Linked DNA regions of Bos taurus: region 2 is linked to region 1. Evidence: chromatin contacts called from public Hi-C data. All regions are on one chromosome and are shown on one strand. The core of a region is the stretch at or near the end of the contact, and the rest is flanking DNA. Distances in the headings are between cores, read along the strand shown. Region 1 has its middle 9.4 kb from the start of RAB11FIP4. Region 2 holds the start of EVI2B (ecotropic viral integration site 2B).

Region 1 (5,116 bases), core at 1,834-4,333:
TCTTCGTTAGAGACTCGGCCTTCTTACTGAAGTAAGTTCCATGTAAGACCCTTTTAGCTGCCAGCTTACAGGAAGCCCTCTTATAGTGTTGATTATGTTTCTAAAAATACTAAGCCACACTGCAGCAATGTAGTCCCCTTAGGTTTGAATCTCACGTTTTGTTCTTTTAAAAAGTACTAGCTAATCATGAAGGGGATATTTCATAATGTGAAATTATAATTTTAATAGATTTGACTTTTAACTACCTTCTAAAAATCCATTTATACCTTGTAGTATGTACATATTGTTGTTGTTTAGTTGCTAAGTCGCTATGTCATGTCCGACTCCTTCGCAACCCTGTGGACTGTAGCCCACCAGGCGCCTCTGTCCATGGGATTTCCCAGGCAAGAATACTGGAGTGGGTTTCCATTTCCTTCTCCAAGGGATCTTTCTGGCCCAGGGATTGAACCCACGTCTCCTGCATTGGCAGGTGGGTTCTTTACCTATTGAGCCACCAGGGCAGCATGTACGTGGTCCATACACCACATATATGTATACATGTATGTCTAAAGTTTCCAAAGAAGCATCACACATTTTATTTAAATGGGGTCAAATTACCTTTATTCTTTTTTATATTATCCCCAAAAGATTGTACTTCAAAGTTTTTTAGGTCTTTAGCATGTGTTTATGCCATGAGTCAAGCTGTCATGATAAAGAGAAGTCTATGGAGTTACGTAGTTGAGAACTTCCCTCAAGGGGGCCACTTCCTCCATATAAAATAGAAAAGTCACATTGAAATCTTAGTAGGGCCCTTTCCTGGTCAAAAGTTCAGAAAGCATTGCCCAACAATATGTTTCAAGGAAGAAAATGTCAACAGAGATAACCTCAGCTGATATATTCATTTGTTCAGAAACATTTTCAGTTGGTTATAATCATACCAAGCCCTTTGCCAGGCATTGCAGGTGCCAAGAAAGAAGAAAGCTTGGTCTGTGCCCTATGCGAGATCACAGTTTAGTGAGGGCAACAGCCACAGAGCCAGTGAGCACAGTGGGTAAGGTGTGGACCGAGGAGTTGGGCCCTGAAGAATTACCAAGAAGTGTGTCCAAATGAATATGTCCACTGAGAAGTTGAAAATAGGATTGTGAAGTCTTGAATTATGCATAGGGTGTCCCTGAGGCTCAGGGACGATCTTGCCCAGAGAGCACGTGTAGCAGAGACGTGTCCAGGCAGAAGGCAGTGCCCCAGAAAGGAGACTGGCTCATTCTGTTTTTATTTTCCTCCTTTCTTTTCATCCCACTCTGGGAAATGCACCCTGATCTTGCATATTTAATAACTCCATGAGGGGACTCCCCTGGTGGCCCAGCAGCTAAGCTTCTGTGCTTCCAATGCAGGAGGCCTGGGTTCGATCCTGGTAGGGGAACTAGAATCCCAAAGGCCGCAACTAAGAGTTCTCATGCCACAACTAAAAAAAAAAAAAATCCCTTGTGCCACAGCTAAGACCTGGTGCAGCCAAATAAATAAAAATATTAAAGCTGCCATGAAGACCTGCTATAGCCCCAGAGAGCAAAAACAAAGGTACTTTCTGTTTTTAAGCCTGGCCAAAGTCAAAGTAGGATGAGAAACTGATGGTGAGGGATGCTACCTCCCCAACTTGATAATTCGCAGATGGAAGGCAGAAAGGATTAGGTACTTATGCCTTAAGCAAAAACAGTACAGCCACTCACCATATACTCATATCTAGGCTTCTACAGGAGACCAAAAATTTAGTTCCCATTAAAATACTGAGTCTGTCTGAGTTTACAGCATTCATTCATCCAGCTGACATGTATTGGGCCCCTTGTTTGCAAGGAACTCCAGCATCAGCACCTCTGGGAAATGCTTTCTGAGCCCCCATCACCCTTCTTTTGGTCCTGTAACTGCTTCTCCTTACAGTGTTGTGGTCATCAACTGTTGCTAACTCCCTGATTAGACTCTGGGCCTCCCAAGTACAGGGACTATGCTTGTTCAAGGAGCCGGGGTTGCTGAGTAACACCTTAAGGCTCTATGTTATCAGGGAACTATACAATAAGATAGGAAGAAAGACTCCATGCACAATTGCCACCCCCATGCACAAATCCCTACCAAAATGGAGATGTCCTGTGTATTAATATAAAGACCTGTTGAAGGCGAATCCAGACTTTGAAATTTCACACACCAGTAAAATTTTGAAGATGTGTTTTGTTAATTTATGCACTTTGAAAACAATTGCAGGAACAGTCTTTTTATAATAGGGCATTTCAACCCTCAACAGAATAGGGAAAGAGGGACTCATAAGATGAAAAATATAGTTCTTTAAAAGGACTTGATTGTGCTTTATTGGAAAGTCACTGTGTTGTCTTTATTTTGCTTGTGCTGGTGCTGATTCAGTCTGTCCGACCCGGGGCTATAAGGAGAGGAGTAATTGGAGAGACAGACCATGGACCTGGATGGGAAGAATGGATATTAGAGTGCCAGTTGCTCCTTTGGGCTTCCCTGTAGCTCAGTCGGCAAAGAATCTGCCGGCAATGCAGGAGAACTGGGTTCGATTCCTGGGTTGGGAAGGTCCCCTGGAGAAGGAAATGGAACCCACTCTTGCCTGGAGAGTCCCACGGACAGAGGAGCCTAGCAGCTGCAGTCCATGGCATCACAAGAGTTGGACACAACTCAGTGACTATACCACCATCAGTTGTTCCCAAACTAATTACTGATACCATGCAATTCCAACCAAGATCCCTACAAGAAGAAAGTGTGTATCCAAACAAAATGATCCTAGGGTTTACCTTATAAAATAGACAAGAAAGCACAGCTACGAAATACAATTAAAAGCATGCATAGAAATTTTCCTCACTAGATAATAAAACAAGATATTTTTAAATATTTAAAACTGTGATGATGGTAATTAAACTAGGTAAATAGAATGGAACAGACAAAAAGAGCCAGATTATGTTAATGGTGTTTAAAAAAAAAGCACCAGAAACCCCCAAATTTCATTGACTCAAAAGCTTCCTCAGCCCTCTGCATGTCCACCACTGGTCAGCAGGGGGACTCTGCTCACTGCAGTTTCTTGAGCCCCAGAGACTGATCAGCCACCGTAGCAAATGAGGGAAGGAGGGCTCAGACAAGCACCTCCCAGTGCCCCTGGAGAGATGGAGATGTTCCATATCCATGCCACAGCCACACGACGGCGTTGTCAGACCCTTGAAATGTGAACACTGAGACTGAGGAGCTGGCTTTTAAATTATAATTTAAACAGATCTGGCAGCTAGTGGCTACTGGATTGGACAGCCCAGCATCTGGAGCATCTCATCAGCAATTAAAGGCCTGAGGCCAGACGTGCAGTCCCTTCTGCTCACAGTCGCTGCCAGAACTTATCACACAGCCCCACAAACCCCAAGGGTCAGGAAGAGCTGTCCTCTTTCATCCAGGAGGAGAGCTGGAAATGTTGACAAGAACATTGACTCCCACACACGTGTGCATGCTAAGTCGCTTCAGTCCTGTCTGACTCCTTGCGACCCTGTGGACGGTAGCCCGCCAGGCTCCTCTGATCATGGGTACTGGAGTGGGTTTGCTATGCCCTCCTCCAGGGGATCTTCCTGACCCAGGGATCGAACCCACATCGTCTCCTGCACTGCCAGGTGGGTTCTTTACCACTAGCGCCACCTGGGAAACCTGTTTCCCACAATAGGGGAGGATTTTGTACACCTAGAAGCAATGGGGAAAATGCTTAAGATTACACTTTCACTACCTAACCCATGAAATATCCTCTTGTCTCCCTTCTCAAAAAAACACCCAAATTTAAAGGCCAAGAAAACAGGGAGATTATTCTCATTATAAAGAGTTCAGGGAGCGACTTCCCTGGTGGTTCAGTGGTTAAGACTTTGCCTTCCATTGCACAGCGTGCAGGTTCGATTCTTGGTGGGAGCATTAAGATCCCACATGCCTCAGTGACCAAAATACCAAAGCACAAAACAGAAGCAGTAACAAAACTCAGTAAAGACATTAAAATGGTCCACATCAAAACAATCTTTAAAAAGCATTCGTAAAAACCAATTTTAAGAAAAGACCCAAGCCGGGGGGCGGGGCGGGGAGGGGTGCAACACAGAATGGGCAAAGGACAAAAGGGCATGAACAGCCCGCCCACAGAAATGAAATGCTGTACCAATAGCTAATTGCTGTATGATGGAAAAGGTCATCACGCGCAGAAGTAAACAAAAACAGCAAACTTGAAACGGGGAAATCCCACCTTCATCTATCAAATTAGCAAAGGTGTATTTAGTACATACATCTTTTTTTTTTTTTTTAATATTTTCATATTTATTTATTTATTTTTTAATAATTTTTAACATTTTTAAATTTCAGGTATACACATGCTCCCCATCCTGAACCCTCCTCCCTCCCCCCTCCCCATACCATCCCCCTGGGCCGTCCCAGCGCACCAGCCCCAAGCATCCAGCATCGTGCACTGAACCTGGACTGACATACATCTTTAGTACAGTGCTGGCTCAGAGTGTGGTGTGATGGACTCGCTCCTGCACTTGACCTCATCTTTCTGTATCATTAGCTTTAAACATGTCCACACCATTTGCCCCAGTAATATCATATGGTCTAGTCTAGGTAATAAGTGATTGGAGAATTAAGACTTTCATCAAAGTACTATTTATAATACCAAGATATCTGGAGGCAACACACGGATGATTTTTTGGCTAAATCATCTACATTCATCCAGCACTTTGTGGAAACTGATGGGGCTTCCTTATGCACTCCTTAAAAATGGATTTAGAGAATAATATTTAAATTTGGGAGGAAACTTTCAATAGAATCAAGAGTTAAAGGTTATATATGAGGGTAAATCCCCAATCATGTAAAATATCAATGTATTTTACACATAGGAAACTAGTTATAAATAAGAAAAAGATGAAATAACTGTGGTTAGTTTTTGTTTATTTCTCTATATTTTACTGCCTTTTACATTGAGTATTATTACTTTAAAAAGTCAAGTTGTTTTTAAGAGGTGTAGATAATGCTGACTTTCAGTTCTACTGAAAAGGTATTTGTAATAGTATAATTTATTCAGGTATTAACAACTGCCATCCTTTCGATGCTTTCTACCTTAATGTTT
Region 2 (5,116 bases), core at 1,576-4,075, 63 kb before region 1:
AAAATAACACAAAAGATAAAAATAAAGCCAAACAAAGGATAAACAGCAAATACATGGAATGGGGAGGTAAATTGATTAGAGAAGGTATTGAAAGAAAGAAAAGTTACTAAAAGGCTGAAGAACAAATAGTGATTATGTATTTAGCAAGAAGTTAGGGTAGAAGGTTAAAGCGAACAAAATTAGACATTGGGGGAGAAGACCAGAGTAGATGAAAGAAGGAACTACAGAATGCTGCTTTCTGTCTTTGCGGATGCAGGAATCAGCAGAGGAACAGTGTTCTCAAAATGGAGGACAGGCCTGAGATCACCCATCTTGTCAAACTCACTTACCTTTCATTTCAGGACTCCTATCTAAGCATCCTTAAGATTTCCTACTCCCCCCGCCCCCCACTGTTTTTTGGCACTTAGAAGCTACTTGTTAATTACTCTAAATAACCTATGAACAATCTATATAGCATTTTTTCTAGAATTTCCCTAGTCTGCTGCTTAGGCAAACCCTAAATTTGTCTACCTTTATATGGCAGTATTTTGCTCATTATTTTAGGTTGGGACTCTTGAGGTTTAACTCAGATTTTGGTTCTTTGTTTTTCCTGAATATTGAAAAAATTTCAGAAAGAAGAAAAACATCAGCTGTTTTAATTAAGCATTTGAGACGCAATTAAAGTTGGAGTCCCCTTAATGCATAAGTACATAAAGAGTTTAGCATGTAAAACTGATGCTAAGTTGGATATGATAAGAGAGATGTTACTGTCTTTTAAAGAAGAATCAAGGAGATTTGGCGGGCATATCCTAGATAAGGCAAATATAGGTAGTGGTATCAAAAAAATAACATCTGAGTTTCAGTTACTTTGTTATAATACAGATATAATAGATTAAAATTTAGTGGTATTGTATCTCCTGCTAGTAAAGTTATGAAACCAGAAAAGGAAGAAGACAGCGATTCTGTATCTTGATGAAAAGCAGCAAGGGGAAATTAACTTTGAACTATGATAGGAATTACTTGATGACTATCTTTTATCAAAAATAGCTACCATTTACTAAGTACATGCCAGATGTTTGGCACTGTCCTGTTTTAATGAGGAAGGTGATGTTATCGTCACTGTACAGATAAAACTGAGACACAGAGAAGTTGGATAATTTGCCGAAGTGTCACAGCTCTTAAGTAGTGGCACTGATACAGAAATCAGTCAGTCATGTATAAGATCTCTTTCCTTCCATTACATTCATAGTAAAATTCTGAAACAGGAGTGCTTGAAGAGGAAAAGAGATGTGAACTCTCTGGGAATAGATAATGTAAGTAACTTTTGGAGTTAGCTTTTTAAAAGGTTGGACAAGAACTACCAGAAAACCATTTTAGTCCTGTGACTAGGAAAACAATTATGGGAGTTTTGATTAGGTAGCCTGTAAACTGGCATAATTGGGATGACTTTTAAAGATTGGACATTGACAGGCATCAAATTTTCATTTAAAAAATTCAGAATTCATAATTTCCCTCTGAGTGGAAGTATATAGGGATTAGTTGGAAAACACAGGCACTATTAAACCCTACATTTGGAACAGATTCTTTAAAAATATATAGATAAGCATTGTCCAAAAAAATGATAAAAATCTTTCTGTATTAATTTCTGTAATAGTTACTTAGAAGAAATCTAAAGTGGACTTCTATAAAAGAAAGTCATAAGTACTTTATGAAATGTTGAAGTAGGATATTACCCACTATGAATTTACCATTCTATGATATTACAAGTCTATGTAAATAAACTCTTGGCAGTTTTTATTTTGGAGGATATTCGCTTTGCAATTGTCCAAGTTACTCAAAGAAAACATCTTTTCTCCATGGTTAGCAACTCTCTATTCTATGAGTTTTATTTTCCATATCTATTTTATACTGCTTACTAAAGACTCAGATAATGTGTGACATAAATATGTAGTGATGAGTATATGCCCACACATTTTACCATAGCAGTTTTTTTCTTAGCTTTAAATATTAGTGATAATATTTTCATGTCATCATCATTACTAAAATTCTATTTGTGTAAAAAAGCATATTTAATAATAATCATTGAGTGTCTCATCTAATCACCTTTGTTTATTTTTAAATGAAGGTGACCATTCTTTCTATGAAAACTGAAGGGGATTAAAAAATAAAAATAATTTAAACCTATGGATTGTGTTATATATAGGAAATTTTCATATAAAGAAAATAAAATTTTTTAACAGTTGGTATTTTGGGGTTGTAGATTTAGCCATCACTCATGAATTCTAGTTTTATTTCCAACCCTTAGCTTTATCTGCCATGGGTGTAGTTTTATTTCTTTTAATTACAGAACTGAGGTCAACAAACATAATGATTGAATAAACTTTAAAGGGTTTATATTACATAAACCTAGGTGAAAATTTTTCTGAAGGCAAGCTCAACACTGAATTTTTAAAATTCCATGCAACAAAACCACAATACCTGTTATATAGATACCTTTAGACAATCAGACTTTAAGTTTAAAACAATAATAACATTTTAGTTTTAAAAATTGGAGCGGGAAATGGCAGCCCACTCCAGTATTCTTGCCTGGAAAATCCTATGGACAGAGGAGCCTGACTGGCTACAGTCCATGGGGTCACGAGGAGTCAGACAAAAGTAAATTTTATATAAAACAAAGATCAAACCAGATTGCCTGTGTGAAATTGTCTTACCTTGGCTGTTAACTTCTTTTGCAGAAGGCTAAATTCTTGTTCTAACTGGACATTTTGGTGCTTTGGCTAAGAAAGCAAAAAGTGGTTCCGAACGTTCAGATTAAAAATGATCCTCTAGCACATTGAAATAGGTTCTGTAGAGAAAGAGGAAGTTTATCAATAGTTGGTTCCGGAAGTGCAATAAGCCACAAAATGACTAAGAAAGTACTACTTTAACAGAGCTTAATTTGAAACACAATTTGGAGCTACATGATTTGAGTGCTTTTAATTAACATTTGTAAGTAAACATTTGAGACTCTCTAGTAATGTGATTCAGTCAGTTCGGTTGCTCAGTCGTGTCTGACTCTCTGAGACCCCATGGACTGCAACACACAGTAATGTGATTATATAGTTTAAATACTTAAAATAGAACCTTGGAGAGAAAGTTATATAAGGAAAAACTGCCAGTCAGGTTACTACCCATAGTGAGATTTCTTTTCATAACAAATGAATGATGTGTCCTGTTTACTTGTGTGACCGTAGGCAAGTCGTTGTACTTCTGGATCACCGTTTCCTCCTCTGGAGGAATACTTCTGTTACTAGGTTTTGAGAGGATTCAATAAGATAAAATATATAAATGCCTTACACACAGTCGGTAGCCAGAAATGTTATTTCCTCTTACATAATTTAGGCTAAACCCAGGTAAAAGTATGATTAATTTTTTCCAAATAGTTTCCTAAATGATTTTTAAGTTCAAGTCCACAACTCTTTAATTACCCACAAAGTAGGTAATTGTCAGTGCAAAGTAAAAATAAATTGGGAATCATCTTCTAAATAAGTTAACTAATAAGTATGTTGAGAAGAGTATGAGTCAGTATAAAAACACATTTCTTTCAGCATGTCACCTTCTAGACTCTCTCATCTGAAAAGTGGAGATCATAATTCTTAATTTATAAATGTATTATGGGATTAAATAAATGTAAAGTGCCTAGCATCACACCTATTATAGTAGATGTTGTAAGCATTAAACCACACACTGTTTTCCCCTGGTCACTGCTGAGGAACACAGATAATTAAGACCTAGTTCTTAATTTCAGGGCACTTATAACTTGGTAGAAAAAGAAGATTTAAAAAAAAAATGTGCTATAAACTTATTTTATGGAATATAATTTGCTATATATATTGAATTGGCCAAAAAGTTTGGGTTTTTCTATAAGATGTTATGGAAAAACCCAAATGAACTTTTTGGTCAACCCAATATAATATAAAGTATGCCACGTAATTTTTAAATGTGCTATAAATTTTTGTTTCACTATTTTTAAATCCCTAAATTAATAAGCATGTGGACCATAGCACCCAATGGTAGAAAAGTAGCCTTGTTCAAAAGTAACTTTAGAACTCAAAACATATCTTACCCTGTCATCTTTAAACAGTGGTTAAGTTTGGAAAGGAACCACTTTCATGAGCTACCATTGGATGTTGTCAGTCTGAGGACGTGTGTTAAATAGCCAAGATAGTGAGGGATAAATTTTAAATATTTCTGCAATAGGAGCTTTCTGTTTTGTGTGAAGATGTTCAACATATGTGTTGCATAGGAAAGTAGTTGCCTAGTTAATTTCTTATTTTTAAGAAGACAGTCATTTGTTTTCAGTTTCTTGATTCAAGGACTGCTTTGTGTTATCACTGTTTTCATGTACAGTCTCAGATTTTTGATATACACAAAATGGGAGCTCTGCCCAGGTTCATTTCAAATCTGAAATCAAACCTTTTTACCCTTCAAAAGATAACCTGCTGCTGCTGCTGCTAAGTCACTTCAGTCGTGTCTGACTCTGTGCGACCCCACAGACGGCAGCCCACCAGTCTCCCCCATCCCTGGGATTCTCCAGGCAAGAACACTGGAGTGGGTTGCCATTTTCTTCTCCAGTGCATGAAAGTGAAAAGTGAAAGTGAAGTCGCTCAGTTGTGTGCGACTCTTAGTGACCCCCATGGACTGTAGCCCACCAGGCTCCTCCATCCGTGAGATTTTCCAGGCCAGAGTACTGGAGTGGGTGCACTTACTGCCTTCTCCAAAAGATAACTTAATGTTACAACCACAACGGGCATGAGCTTGCTCTTGCTTTCCTTTTTCCTTTGTTGATGTTTACCTTTTTCTGGAATAATAGGGCTATGATTTGTTATTTGGGAAATGGATTTTTTATAAATTGGTAACAAATTGATAATAAAATTGATGCTCTTTTTCCCTCTCTCATTTTAAGATGTAACCTTAAAAAAAAAAAAGAAATGTAACCTACCTAGATCTTTTGAGCAATGGAAATTTTACAAATTTAATCTGATGACCAAGAGCATGATCTAGGGAATTATGCAAAAATTATCAATGCCTCTATCTGGAGCTCACTCCATTTAAATCAGGAGGAAGGGTGTAACTTACGCATGGGTGAGTTAAATTC

The links. A called contact is a pair of places that touch in the nucleus more often than the background predicts.
Region 2: a Hi-C map of an unstated tissue shows a contact between it and region 1, with 2.1 times the contacts expected there. The contact joins the promoter of EVI2B here to the enhancer-like site in region 1. A contact is called at or near these places in 2 of 11 Hi-C or Micro-C datasets (blood and an unstated tissue).

The regions. Positions count from the first base shown.
Region 1 is chr19:18,609,563-18,614,678 of ARS-UCD2.0, reverse strand. No RefSeq gene overlaps it. Among named protein-coding and RNA genes, the nearest start is that of RAB11FIP4, 9.4 kb to the right of the region's middle. Within about 2 kb of position 3,083, at least 6 of the 102 cell types and tissues checked have an H3K27ac peak or open chromatin away from gene starts, as enhancers often do.
Region 2 is chr19:18,672,370-18,677,485 of ARS-UCD2.0, reverse strand. EVI2B (ecotropic viral integration site 2B) reads right to left here and starts at 2,825. Exons shown (of 2, transcript NM_001099166.2): 1 at 2,691-2,825. The region is part of intron 35 of NF1 (neurofibromin 1); the gene reads left to right.